2 separate regions of the Mus musculus genome follow, and region 2 is linked to region 1. Evidence: chromatin contacts called from public Hi-C data. All regions are on one chromosome and are shown on one strand. The core of a region is the stretch at or near the end of the contact, and the rest is flanking DNA. Distances in the headings are between cores, read along the strand shown. Region 1 overlaps Mob3b (MOB kinase activator 3B). Region 2 has its middle 20 kb from the start of Mob3b.

Region 1 (5,702 bases), core at 1,790-4,289:
AGAAACGACATGAAATGTTAAAAGCACAGGGACCTGCTGTGTGGCTTTTTTTTCCCAGGGACTGTTGTGTGCTGGATCCCCAGCCCCTGGTGCCTATGTGGCCCCCGTCCTCCTCAGCTTCAGTTTCAGTTCTGGGAAAGGGCCTGAGCTGTGGCAGAAGCACACTGCAGACGCTGCTGCTGAATTGCTGTAGGCGACGCAGAACCATGTAACCGGCTAGGCATTGGTGGCTCACTCCTTTAATCCTAGCGTCTTCTTTTAATCCCAGCAGAGGCAGGGGCAACTCTGTGTGGTCACAAGGCTGGGCTGGTTTACACAGTGAGTTCTGGGCCAATCAGGGAATATAGTTTTCCATTTTGTTTTGTTACCTGTCTTAGTAACAAAACAAAATGGAACTCCATAACCAGGAAGAGTTCCATTCTGATGGCAAACTCGGGGCCTCTGGTTAGAGGGTAGACCAGATAGCCTTTCATCTCAGATGGTCTATTTCTTGTGTCCAGATTATACCAGTTTGTTTCTTTTATTATGTGCTAGCCCTCCTCCATCCCCAAAGCATGTGGATTAAAATCACTGACCATCCTGAGAACCCCATTTCTGCCCTTATGGCCCAGAGCTGCCAAGGTGAGGTCCCCACACAGACTGACCCACTTTCCCCCTGCAGCTGGCTCCTGGCCACACCCACTCCCCTTGGGCCAGGCTTCTATACTCAGTAGACCTGCAGTCTTCTGTGACCTCATCTCTTACCTATAGCCAATGCAAGTCCCTCCTGACCTGGCAATGCCAATGGAGGAGTACTTAGTTGGCATGAGCAAGAGATGCTGTGGTACCAAACTCATCCATACTAGCCTGAGGGAGATCATTCCTGCCTACAGATGGGGGAAGGGTGCTTCTGACACAGGACAACAATACGGACACTGGTGTTAAAGCACCAAGGACAATAGACAGATGTGAGTTTGGGTGCTATAAAATCAGAACAGATTTTTCACTTAGTTCCACGGACCCAGAAGTCCTTGCTCTGACATGCTACATTGCGGCCGTTCCAGTGTGCACACAAGATTAAGAGGCATTACTCCCCAGCTCCTGCCGGTTTCTGTAGCAACATTGGCAAGGGAGACACAGTTGAGGCCCAAAGAGACATACGAGTAGTCCCCACATCCTCTCTATCTCTTTGCTTTGATGTACTAGCAGCTGTGCATTTGGTCTTCAAGGACCTCACGGTCTACATTCCTCTCACCAGAGCAGCCTGGGAGAGGCCTGGTCCCTGCCCTTGTACCTTCACTACTCGGATGCCCAGAGCACTCCAGGTCATCCACGCCCTGCTTAGGTGTCTTGGAAGCTTCTATTCCACCTGGATGGCAGAAAAAGCAACTCCTAGGAAAGAGAAGAGTTTCCTGGGCTGAAGAAGGAGAAGGGGTTTAAGTGGCTATTTGCTAACCATGTGGCCTGGAAGTTGTCTCTCCCTCAGGTGGGTAGAGATGATGTCAGGGAAGGCCAGGTCCAACGTTAGGCTGCAGGCTGTAGTAACATCCCCAGGAAAAGGAAGAGGAGAAGTAAAGGAAACAAGGAAAATATAAAATATCCTAAGCAATCTCCCAGCCAGTCCACTTCGGAAAAGCTGGGCTGCTGTGGATGCAGGAGCCAAGTCAACTCCCATCCAGCCTTGATGCAGGCAGAGGCCTGGCGGAGGGACCACAGCTCTCCAAAGGAGGCTAGCCTCCCTTGCCTGTGGTGAGGATTTCTCTGGTCACTTTCTAGAATCCAAATAGCTATGTCGACCAGGGGAGATAATGTTGGTCCTTGGGCAAAAGCCCTTGGCAATTCCCACTCCACTGCTCTGAACAAGTCTATGGTGTTAGCATTCTGTCTAAGCTCCACCCCAGTTGCCTGGCAACAGCCAGGTAGGCCTGACCCACTCTAAAAGGGGCTGCTTGGCCCCTCCTCTCTCTCGTGCCACACTCTCTTGTTCCCTCTTGCTCCCCCTCTCTCCCCATTCCCTTCTCTCTCTCCATGTGGCCATGGCTGGCCTCTACTTCTCTACTCTCTCCCGCTCTCTGTCTTTCTCTGTCTCTACTACCCTCTTAACTCCCCTCCCCATGCCCTGAATTAATTCTGTTCTATACCACACCATCGTGTGGCTGGTCCCTCAGGGGTAAGGGATGCCTTGGCATGGGCCTGCTGAGACACTCCTTCTCCTCCACAACTCACCACACCCCCCATAGAACATATCTTATGCCACTTTATCTTTATGTAAACACATCACATGGAATTTGCTTGTCCACTGTGCAGGGGGAGGCATACCTGGCTGTTTTCATGATAATGGCGTGAGAGATGAACGTCAGAAACTCTTTTATGAATTTATGTCATTCTCCCCTCCAAGCTGAGGGACCTTCCTCCTGGCCCTCAGACAGGCACGCTTTCTGCCAGGAAGACTCTGTTCAATTGTGGCCAAACTGACCGGCAAGTAATACCAGATTATAGGGCCTAAACATTTTGCATGAGATTTTTATAATGCAACTGGGCCCATTTAACGAGAACTTGGAGGGGGTGAGGGGTGGAGAAGTCAGTAGGAAGCTGATGACGGTCACTGTGCATGTCAAATGTCTATCTACACATCTGCACAGATAACACGTGGTAGACTGGTGGGTGGCGAATGAAGCAGCGGTCAGAAGGAAGGAGTGATGGCAAAACAACACAGCGAGCATCTCGTGTCCGCCCCGGGCACATCTATCTTCCCCTGTGTGCCAGACACTGCACTGTGCGGCCTCTGGAACGATGCCACTGTGTGTGGTCTCCTCACTCTGCAGAGGGAACCGAGGGTCAACATCTTGGCATAGTCACGTACATGGTCATCAGGACAGCAAGTCTGAAATCTTTAAGTCTGTCTTCCTCAAGGGGTCCATCAGCTACGTCCCCAGGCATCCAGCCTTCTGTATCTCCAATCAGCATGTGCTCTCAGCAGAGCCTGACTCAGTGGCCACACTGCATCTGCGCTAGCCACAGGGTGGGACTGCTCCCCAGAGCCTCGAAGCTAGGGCTGCTTCCCTCTCTCTCTCGGGAGCATTCCAAAGTCTGAGATTGTTGAATAAGGCAGGAGAGCAGTCAGACTATAAAACTTAAAACAAAACACAACGAAACAAAAAGTCCCCCCAAACCCTCATAAGTATGGATGAGGTCCAGCTAGTGCAGAAGAATTAAAAAATGTCCTTTTTGGTGCCTTTTAGGGATGTGGGTGGTGGATGAGCCAAACGAAGTAAAAATAGCAATGTAGCGGGCCAGAGCTCCCTGACCGGAAAGAACAATATTTATTTGATTAATTTTGTTCCTAGCCGCCCACATTACTTAGACAGAGGGTGTTTCCTCTATGCAAAGGTGGGTCTGAGCATGGACACATACATGCAGGCCCTCAAATCCATACAGCCATTAAGTATGGGCAGATAAACACATATTCCTGCCACCCACTGAGAAGAGTTATTCATAACCTATACAAAAATCAAACTGCTTTTCTTTCCCCAAGCTCTACAAACATAAAAAAAGAAGTTGCTTTATGTAAACACAACCAGCCCTCGGTTTACACTGATTGACAGAAAAGGGAGAGCTGCGGATGTCTGAAGTCCTCGTACTGAACCCGTGGGGTTATCAACACATGGCTGCATGCCTCCTTTCAGGAGAACGTGGGTCCCAGGGTGTGATGGCTGCTATGCCAACGAAACAAGTTGTCGAACCATGTGGGAGACAAACGGGGCTCTGGGCAGCATGCCTGTGAGAAACGATCTAGATTAGGTCAGACTTATCTAGAGTGGATTAGCTTCTGGCTATGCCTTTGAGAGATTATCCAGATTAGGTTAACTCTCGTAGGAAGACCCACCTGAGCTGTGAGGAGCACCATCCCATGTTGGGGTCTTAGACAGAATAAAAAGCACACCAGTGCAGCAGGCGCTCCATTCATTACACTCCTTCCTCACTGAAGGTGACTACAGGGTGCCCAGCTGCCTCGGACCCCTGTTGACGTACTCTGCTATACGATGGACTGCGCCCACGAACACGTCTTTCCTTATGTCACCTTTGTTTGGTATTTTGTCACAGCAGTAAAATGAGTAACCAGTACTCTGGTATCACCAGAGTTCTCAAGAGCCCCACAGACCCCTGAAGCACCCTGATTGACCACAGTATTCTTTCTAGCATTGTGACTTTCTCTGCAGAGTCACCTACCCTGCTCTCCCCCTGCTAACTCATCTGGCTGAGGTGCTATTACTTCCTGACCAGGACGGGACAGTGGACAGACACCATCTTTGCTCTAAGCAATGCTACCTGTGACCCAGCATAACATAGAAGCTGCCTGCTGTGGCTTTCCCTTATTGTTCTCTCCCATTCCCATTTCTGTCTGCTCAGTTTCCTTAGAGTTTCCCTAAAGGTCGCTGTTGTATGGTCTTTAGTCCTCCAGTCAAAACAAGAGGCCATCTTCTTAGTTAGGGTTTCATTGCTGTGAAGAAACACCAGGGCCAAGGGAACTCTTATGAAGGAAAACATTTAACTGGGACTGGCTTACCGTCCAGGGCTTTAGCTCATTGTCATCTTGGTGGCATGAAGGCAGACATGGCACAGGAGAAGGCATTGAGGGTTCAACACCCGAATCAGCAGAGAGCAGGATGAAAGAGTGACACTGGGCACCGAAACCTAAAACCAGTGACACACTTCTTCCAACAATGCCATACCTCCTAATAGTGCTACTTTCCATGGACCCATGGTAGATATTTTCATTCAAACATACTACACATGGCAACTAAAACAGAAGGGCGTAGTGGAAAACAGGTCTGGATAGCGTTAAAGAAGCTACTTACTCAGGTCAGGAGCCCTTGACCTCAGACTCTAGGTCTTCCTGACTCTCCTAGCTACAGGAGATGTTTGGAGGCGCTACACTACACCCAGGAAATACTTCTAACTAAAAGCAGGACTCCCTGGTAGTTTCCACGAAGTTGTCATCCCTGATGTTGTGGGACTTTGCAGTGATTCAACTGTTTGTGTGCTCGGTAAGAAAGTCAATTCAGTCACTCATTGGTCTGGGCCAGCTGGACTTTGGTGAGATAGTACTTTGGTCTGTCATTGGCTTCCTTCTAGGGTAATTGCTTATTTGTTTTCCTCTTCCCAGGAAAAATGAACACAACAGCCTGGTGTCTGCCACAAGCCAAGCGTCCTCTTCCCACAGCCTGCCTTCACTTACATGGCTGGACTGGCTCTTGCAGACGGCTCAAGATGCCCCCAGCTGGACTGGCTCCTGCAGATGGCTCAAGATGCCATATGAGCAGTAAAACAGATTTCTGCATTGCTCAAAGCTTACTTGTGGAGCCTGCCAGCTCCTGGAAGCTGGGGGTGGGCATCATGACTCACTCTCCTTTCTGTTTCTGTCCTTGGCCATCCATCAGCGTTCAGAAAGGCACTGGCTGGAAGCAGGGTTTCACCCTGTGGGGTCGCTGTAAGCGCTATAGTTCAAATGAATGGGCTCAACTTGAATGACCTTCAAAAAGCCATGATCAGTCATTTTGGAAGTATTCTGAACTTTCAGGTCATGGGTGCCTGAAGGAAGAGTTTACCTCCCTTAGGAAAAAAAAAACAAAAAACAAAAAACAAAGACTCTCATAGAAGCCAGACAGCCTTGAATGCATCACGAGATGAGTCTGCCACCACTTAATAAGACCTGTATTGTG
Region 2 (5,702 bases), core at 2,079-4,578, 210 kb after region 1:
TAGAGCATAGAGCTGTGTCTTTGGTATGGTCAGAGATTCCTTTAAAAACCTGATGGTAGCCAGGAGTGGTGGACCACACATTTATTCTTATTTCTCAGGAGACAGAGAGGTCTCTGTGAGTCCAAGCCAGCCTGGTTAGCATAGCAGGTGCTGTATCATCTAGGACTACATAATGAGGCCCTGTCTTGAGAAGAAAAAAAAACGATGATTGTGGAAAAACCCACTACCTGGAAAAATACATATACATGTAAGCTTTTGCTAACAAGTTTAGTGATATCATTATGATGAGATATAAGATCTGCCGTGGAGATCCGTAAATTCCCTCACCTGAGAATTTAGCACTCATTTCACCTGTTCAGAACTTACTGGGAATTCAGTGATATGTGAGACAAGGGCTCAGTCTTGTGTCATTCACAGTCTGGTAGGTGACAAACTCAAAGCCACGGTGTGCTGTGAGGAGTCAAGTACAAAGCTAGAAATACAAACAAGAAAATGAAAAAAGAGCCCTGGGTGCAGTTCAACTAATCCCTAAATTTTCCATCAGGTTGATAGGATGCAACAGGCAGTCAGGTATTAGAGCACATGAAGTTTGACAGTCTAGAATGTTCTACATCCAATGTGAGGGAGGCCCTGGAAGATTCACTTAAGGTCAGTTCTGATGAGCAAGGGACATGCACGTAGGTGTGCTACCCCAGGGAGGAGCAGCAGCATGCGGACAGGGTGAGTGAATTGGGGGAAAGGTACAGACAGTTAGCAGGGTTCCATGGCCCAGATTCCAAAATGCATGCATTATGCATCGTGGACTTTATCAAGGTCAACTTTTGTCACTGAGAGTTTTTTTTTTTTTTTTTTCTCCTTAAACCATGTGAATGAAGAGATCAGTGTTTTCTATTAGAAAGATTATCCTAAGGCCTGAGGGCTGACTCACTCTTTTGGCATTCCTGTTAGGCTCCGCCCAAGCCAGGTAGGCCTGGTTTGCTATGAAAGGGACTGTTTGGCCCCTCCTGGCTCTCTCTACCTCCTTTCTCTCTCTGACTCTCTGACCCTTTCTCCCTATCTCCCTTTCCCTCCCCCTTTTCTCTCCAAGCATTCTTGGGGTTGGGCTTTTTTTTGTGTGTGTGTGTTTTTTTGAGACAGGGTTTCTCTGTATAACCCTGGCTATCCTGGAACTCACTTTGTAGACCAGGCTGGCCTCGAATTCAGAAATCCACCTGCCTCTGTCTCCCAAGTGCTGAGATTAAAGGCGTGCGCCACCACTGCCCGGCTCTCCAAGCATTCTTATTCTTTTTTTTTTTTTTTTTTTTTTTTTTTTTTTAAGATTTATTTATTATTATATGTAAGTACACTGTAGCTGTCTTCAGACACACCAGAAGAGGGAGTCAGATCATGTTACAGATGGTTGTGAGCCACCATGTGGTTGCTGGGATTTGAACTCTGGACCTTCGGAAGAGCAGTCGGGTGCTCTTACCCACTGAGCCATCTCACCAGCCCCTCTCCAAGCATTCTTAACAGGCTTTTTCCTTCCTCCTCCTCCTCCTTTCTCTCTCTCTCTCTCTCTTTCTCTCTCTCTAAGTGTTCTTGGCTGGCCTCCTCCTCTCCCCTGACTCCCCCTCCCCTCCCCTGCCCTCCCCTGCCCTCCCCTGCCCTCCGCTGCCCTCCCTTCCCTTCCCCTCCCCTCCCCTCCCCTCCCCTCCCCTCCCCTCCCCTCCCCTCCCCTCCCCTCCCCTCCCCTCCCCTCCCCTCCCCTCCCCTCCCCTCCCCTCCCTCTCTGCCTCTATTCCTTTCTCAACTCCCCTTCCCATTCTCCTAAGTAAACTCTGTTCTCTACTAGACCCATTATATGGCTTGTACCTCGGGAGAGGGATGCCTCAGCATGGACCTGCTGAGGTACCCCCTCCCACCACACCATACCTCACTCTATAAAACATATTCTGGCTCTGAAAAACAAAAACAAAATAAACAACAACAACAACAACAACAACCCACAGTAGATAAAGTCCTTGCCTTGCAAGACTGATGACCTGATTTGAGCCTCAGAACCTGGGGGAAAAAAGCCAGATGCAATTGCTTGCATCTGTAATGTCTGTTTTTCTACCACAACACAAGAGGCAGAGACATGGATATTATCTGGAATCTTTTGAGTGAGTGAGCTAACCTGGAACATGCAGCCCACAGCCCGGCAGAACCTGCCTCAACATGATGGAAAGAGAGAAGGAACTTATAAAAGTGGTCCTCTGGTCTCCACAGTGCACTGTGGTGCATATCCATCTACATTCATCTCTCTCTGTCTCTGTCTGTCTCTCTCTGTCTCTGTCTGTCTCTCTCTGTCTTTGTCTCTCTCTCTCTCACACACACATAGTATGAAGAAGGAGAAGGAGAAGAAGATGGAGAAGAAGAAAGAAAGAGGAAGAGAAGGAGGAGACAGATGGAGGAGGAGATGGAGATGGAGGAGAATAAGAAAGATGTTGTTATTGTTGTTATTAAAAAGGTCACTCTGCCTTCTGTGGAAAAATAAATGGACTGTGGGTTGTAGGTGAAATTAAGGATGACCTAAAGGAAGAAAATTGCCAAGTTACTGAAAATGAAAAATGTCAGAGAGCCCAGCACTGGCAGGAGAGATGAAGTGTTGGGACCACGAAAGTCCTGTGCTCACAGATAAGCACTAGGGAAAACAGTAATGTTAAACACCCAGAATTATCTCTTCAGTGGAAGAGATACATAATCTTTTTGGTTTTTTGTCCAGAAGGCTGGGAATGGAGCTGGCTAATAGCTTAGACAATCCTTGTGCTATCTGTATGACCAAGGGCTCTCTTAGGCTCCCCCAAGCAGAATGAGATATATTTAATAACCTAGGCGATTTCTGTGCTTGCTGTATGACCATGGGCTCCCCCAAGCTCCCCCAAGCAGGACTGTAGGTAGTTGATAGCCTGAATGACCTCTGTGCTCATCATTATGACTGAAACCACAAAAGATCCTCCCCTAGGCCATTAAGATAACAAATGTAGTCAATCTATAGAACTCATCTTTATAGAAGAGGTCACATTGTACTTTGAAAAGAGTTTAGGTGTTGTCATGTCTTAAGTGTTGTGCACATGGGATGAGTGAGTTGTCACCGGAACTGTACTGCGATTTAAATATGCCTAAACGAAACCACCTGATGTCAGCCTCTAGAAGTGTGACTCCACACCAGCAACTGAGTTGTGTTGAAGCAGGTTTTCTCCTTTCCTCACACGGGCGGTTTTCCTGGCACCAGTGCTTGCAGGGACCCCGCCATGGAGTAGCGTAAACATAGCTGAGAAACAGGAGATCTCTGCAGACTACCCAACACATTCTTTTCCAGTGACTTTTACCTAAGGAAATGCTCTGCACTGTGCAGTGAGGCAGTGGTGGGTCAGGCTAGCAAGATAATCTTGCTACTGAGGGTGTATGTATCATGTATGTATCATGTAGAATCAAGGGGGAAGACTTGCTATGATTTAATTATCAGAAATAGGAACTCTACATTAAATCACTTAATGACCATAACGGTGATGATGACAGCTGCTTGTGAACACAATTTTACAGAGCACTGACTTTCTGCATCAGTTGCCTTCAGGCATTCATGTTCATTAGAGCACTTAATCTTCAAGCAGCCCTATGATGCAGGCTTGCGTCGCGTATCAGTACAGAAATAGGATATAGCACGGATTTTTTGGCCAAGGTCACTCCCTGAGGAAGCAGAGCAGCTTGAAAGTCTGGTTTCGAGGACCCCTACACTCAACAGTTCTATTTGCCTGGCATGACACACAGAAATCTACCACTTCATATAACTCCGTATTAACATCAAAGATGTCTTTCCCCATTTGTTCTGGTATTCTCAAGAAGCGCGACACAAAGTCTTCTACTCCACTTTGTCTCTAGAAAAGTCCTAGGAGAGGTACAAGAAGAAAATAAAGTATGCTGTGTTTTTTGCAGTTTCAGGCTCTAAAGATTAGAAAAGGAGAAAAAACAAGCAATGGTGGTTTTAAACAATGAATGTTGTTTTCTTTTAGCCATAGGGAATTTTAAAACTTGACAAACCCATCCAGCTTTCAAAGCATTCCACATTCCCCACCCACAAGCAAATGCCAGAAGGTGCCAGTTTGAGCCAACTCCGAGTTCAGGAACAATTTTCTAAATACTGGATCAGATTTCTTCAAAGTCCACACACCATAGATGAATACTTCCATTGTCTTTAATTGGCCCGACGAAATGTGCTTAGCAATTTATCAACTAATTAATAAATCTTAAAAGCACATTTCAGCAAGAGATGAGATAGTAAGGTACAAATGCAACCCAGAAAATGATAGGGGATTACTACTTCCGAAAGATTAAAATCGCTGCTTAAGATCTTTGAAATTTTAGAGTTAGGTTTTGTATAGTCTTAAATTCAATGAAGGATTTTCTGGGGTGGGGGAAATCTCTGATTACATAAAGAGAGCAATTTCCTCAATTTGAAGGAGAGGTTTTTGTTGTTGTTGTTGTTTTTTAGAGAAAGAAAATGCTGATTACAATTATTATATCCACTCAAGTACTGTTCACTGGAAATGTACTCTGTGCCTAGCCCCATGCGAGGCACTAGAATACAGAAACTGCAAAGTATAGATCCTATTGCCTAGCATATGTGGGGAAATGAACAAGCAAAGAAATCGTGTAATAAAAGATTGTGTGATAAAAGGAATATGTTCTAGTGACCTGGGGAGCAAGGCTAGAGGGGTAAACCCATACTGTGTTGCTAAGATTTTGGACTTAGTCTTTACATGATAGAGAGCCATTAAGCAGAATAGGCAATTACACAATATTAGAAGGACATGTTATTATCAATGAAGAATGGGCTAGAGGGTAGGGAAGCACCACAGGCAGAGTGTATTCCACTCTTCATAAAAATCATTCCAGAATGTTCTGAGGTCTCCATTTCTGTTCTTCAGTCAATTTCCTCTTGCCCTAAGACATAAGCAATTTATAGATTCTTTTTTTAAGATTTATTTTTAGCGTGTGTGTGTGTGTGTGTGTGTGTGTGTGTGTGTACGCGTACATGAGCCCACTGATGTCAAAAGAGGACACCAGATCCCCTGGCACTGGCTGTTGGGAACTGTTTGATGTGGGTGCTGATAGCCAGACTTCAGTCTTTTGCAGGAGTAGCAAGAGATCTTAACTCTGAGCCACTTCTGCATCCCCATATGTCACCTTTTCAAAGTGCTATCTCACTTCTAGGCTTTTGAGGTTTTCCCAATATTAACAATTGATTTATAATTGAATTTCTCTGTAGTCACATGTGGTGGCTTGAATAGGAATGGTCCTTATAGACTCACGTGTTTGAATGCTTGGGCATAGGGAGTGGCACTATTAGGAGGCATGGCCTTGTTGGAGAACAATGTCATTGTGGAGGTGGGTTTTGAGGTTTCATATATGCTCAAGTTATGCCCAGTGTTGACATGGTCTCCTTCTGCTGCCTGTGGATCATGATATAGAACTCTCAGCTCCTTCTCCAGCACTATGTCTATTTGCATGCTGCCGTGCTTCCTGCCATGATGATAATGGGCTGAAACTCTGAAACTATAAGTCAGCCCCAATTAAATGTTGTCCTTTATAAGAGTTGCTTTGGGGACAGGTGTCCGCCTGGCTTGGGAGGTGGCCTCAGCCTCAGCAGCAGCGGTCGCCATCTTGGTTCCGGGACTCAGCAG

The links. Hi-C and Micro-C count contacts between places; a contact is called where the count stands out from the background.
Region 2: a contact with region 1 is called in a Hi-C map of uterus, with 5 times the contacts expected there. The contact joins two enhancer-like sites. A contact is called at or near these places in 9 of 39 promoter capture datasets (the C10 cell line, cranial neural crest, frontonasal cranial neural crest and 4 more), 40 of 484 Hi-C or Micro-C datasets (B cells, CD4 T cells, the P5424 cell line and 23 more) and 4 of 115 datasets of contacts at active chromatin or transcription factors (embryonic stem cells, hepatocytes and stem cell-derived neural progenitor cells).

Annotation. Positions count from the first base shown.
Region 1 is chr4:34,961,447-34,967,148 of GRCm38.p6, forward strand. The region is part of intron 3 of Mob3b (MOB kinase activator 3B); the gene reads right to left. Among named protein-coding and RNA genes, the nearest start is that of Gm33620, 28 kb to the right of the region's middle. Within about 2 kb of position 3,040, at least 9 of the 459 cell types and tissues checked have an H3K27ac peak or open chromatin away from gene starts, as enhancers often do. A contact at or near this core is called in uterus, where this site is marked.
Region 2 is chr4:35,174,798-35,180,499 of GRCm38.p6, forward strand. No RefSeq gene overlaps it. Among named protein-coding and RNA genes, the nearest start is that of Mob3b, 20 kb to the left of the region's middle. Within about 2 kb of position 3,329, at least 11 of the 459 cell types and tissues checked have an H3K27ac peak or open chromatin away from gene starts, as enhancers often do. A contact at or near this core is called in uterus, where this site is marked.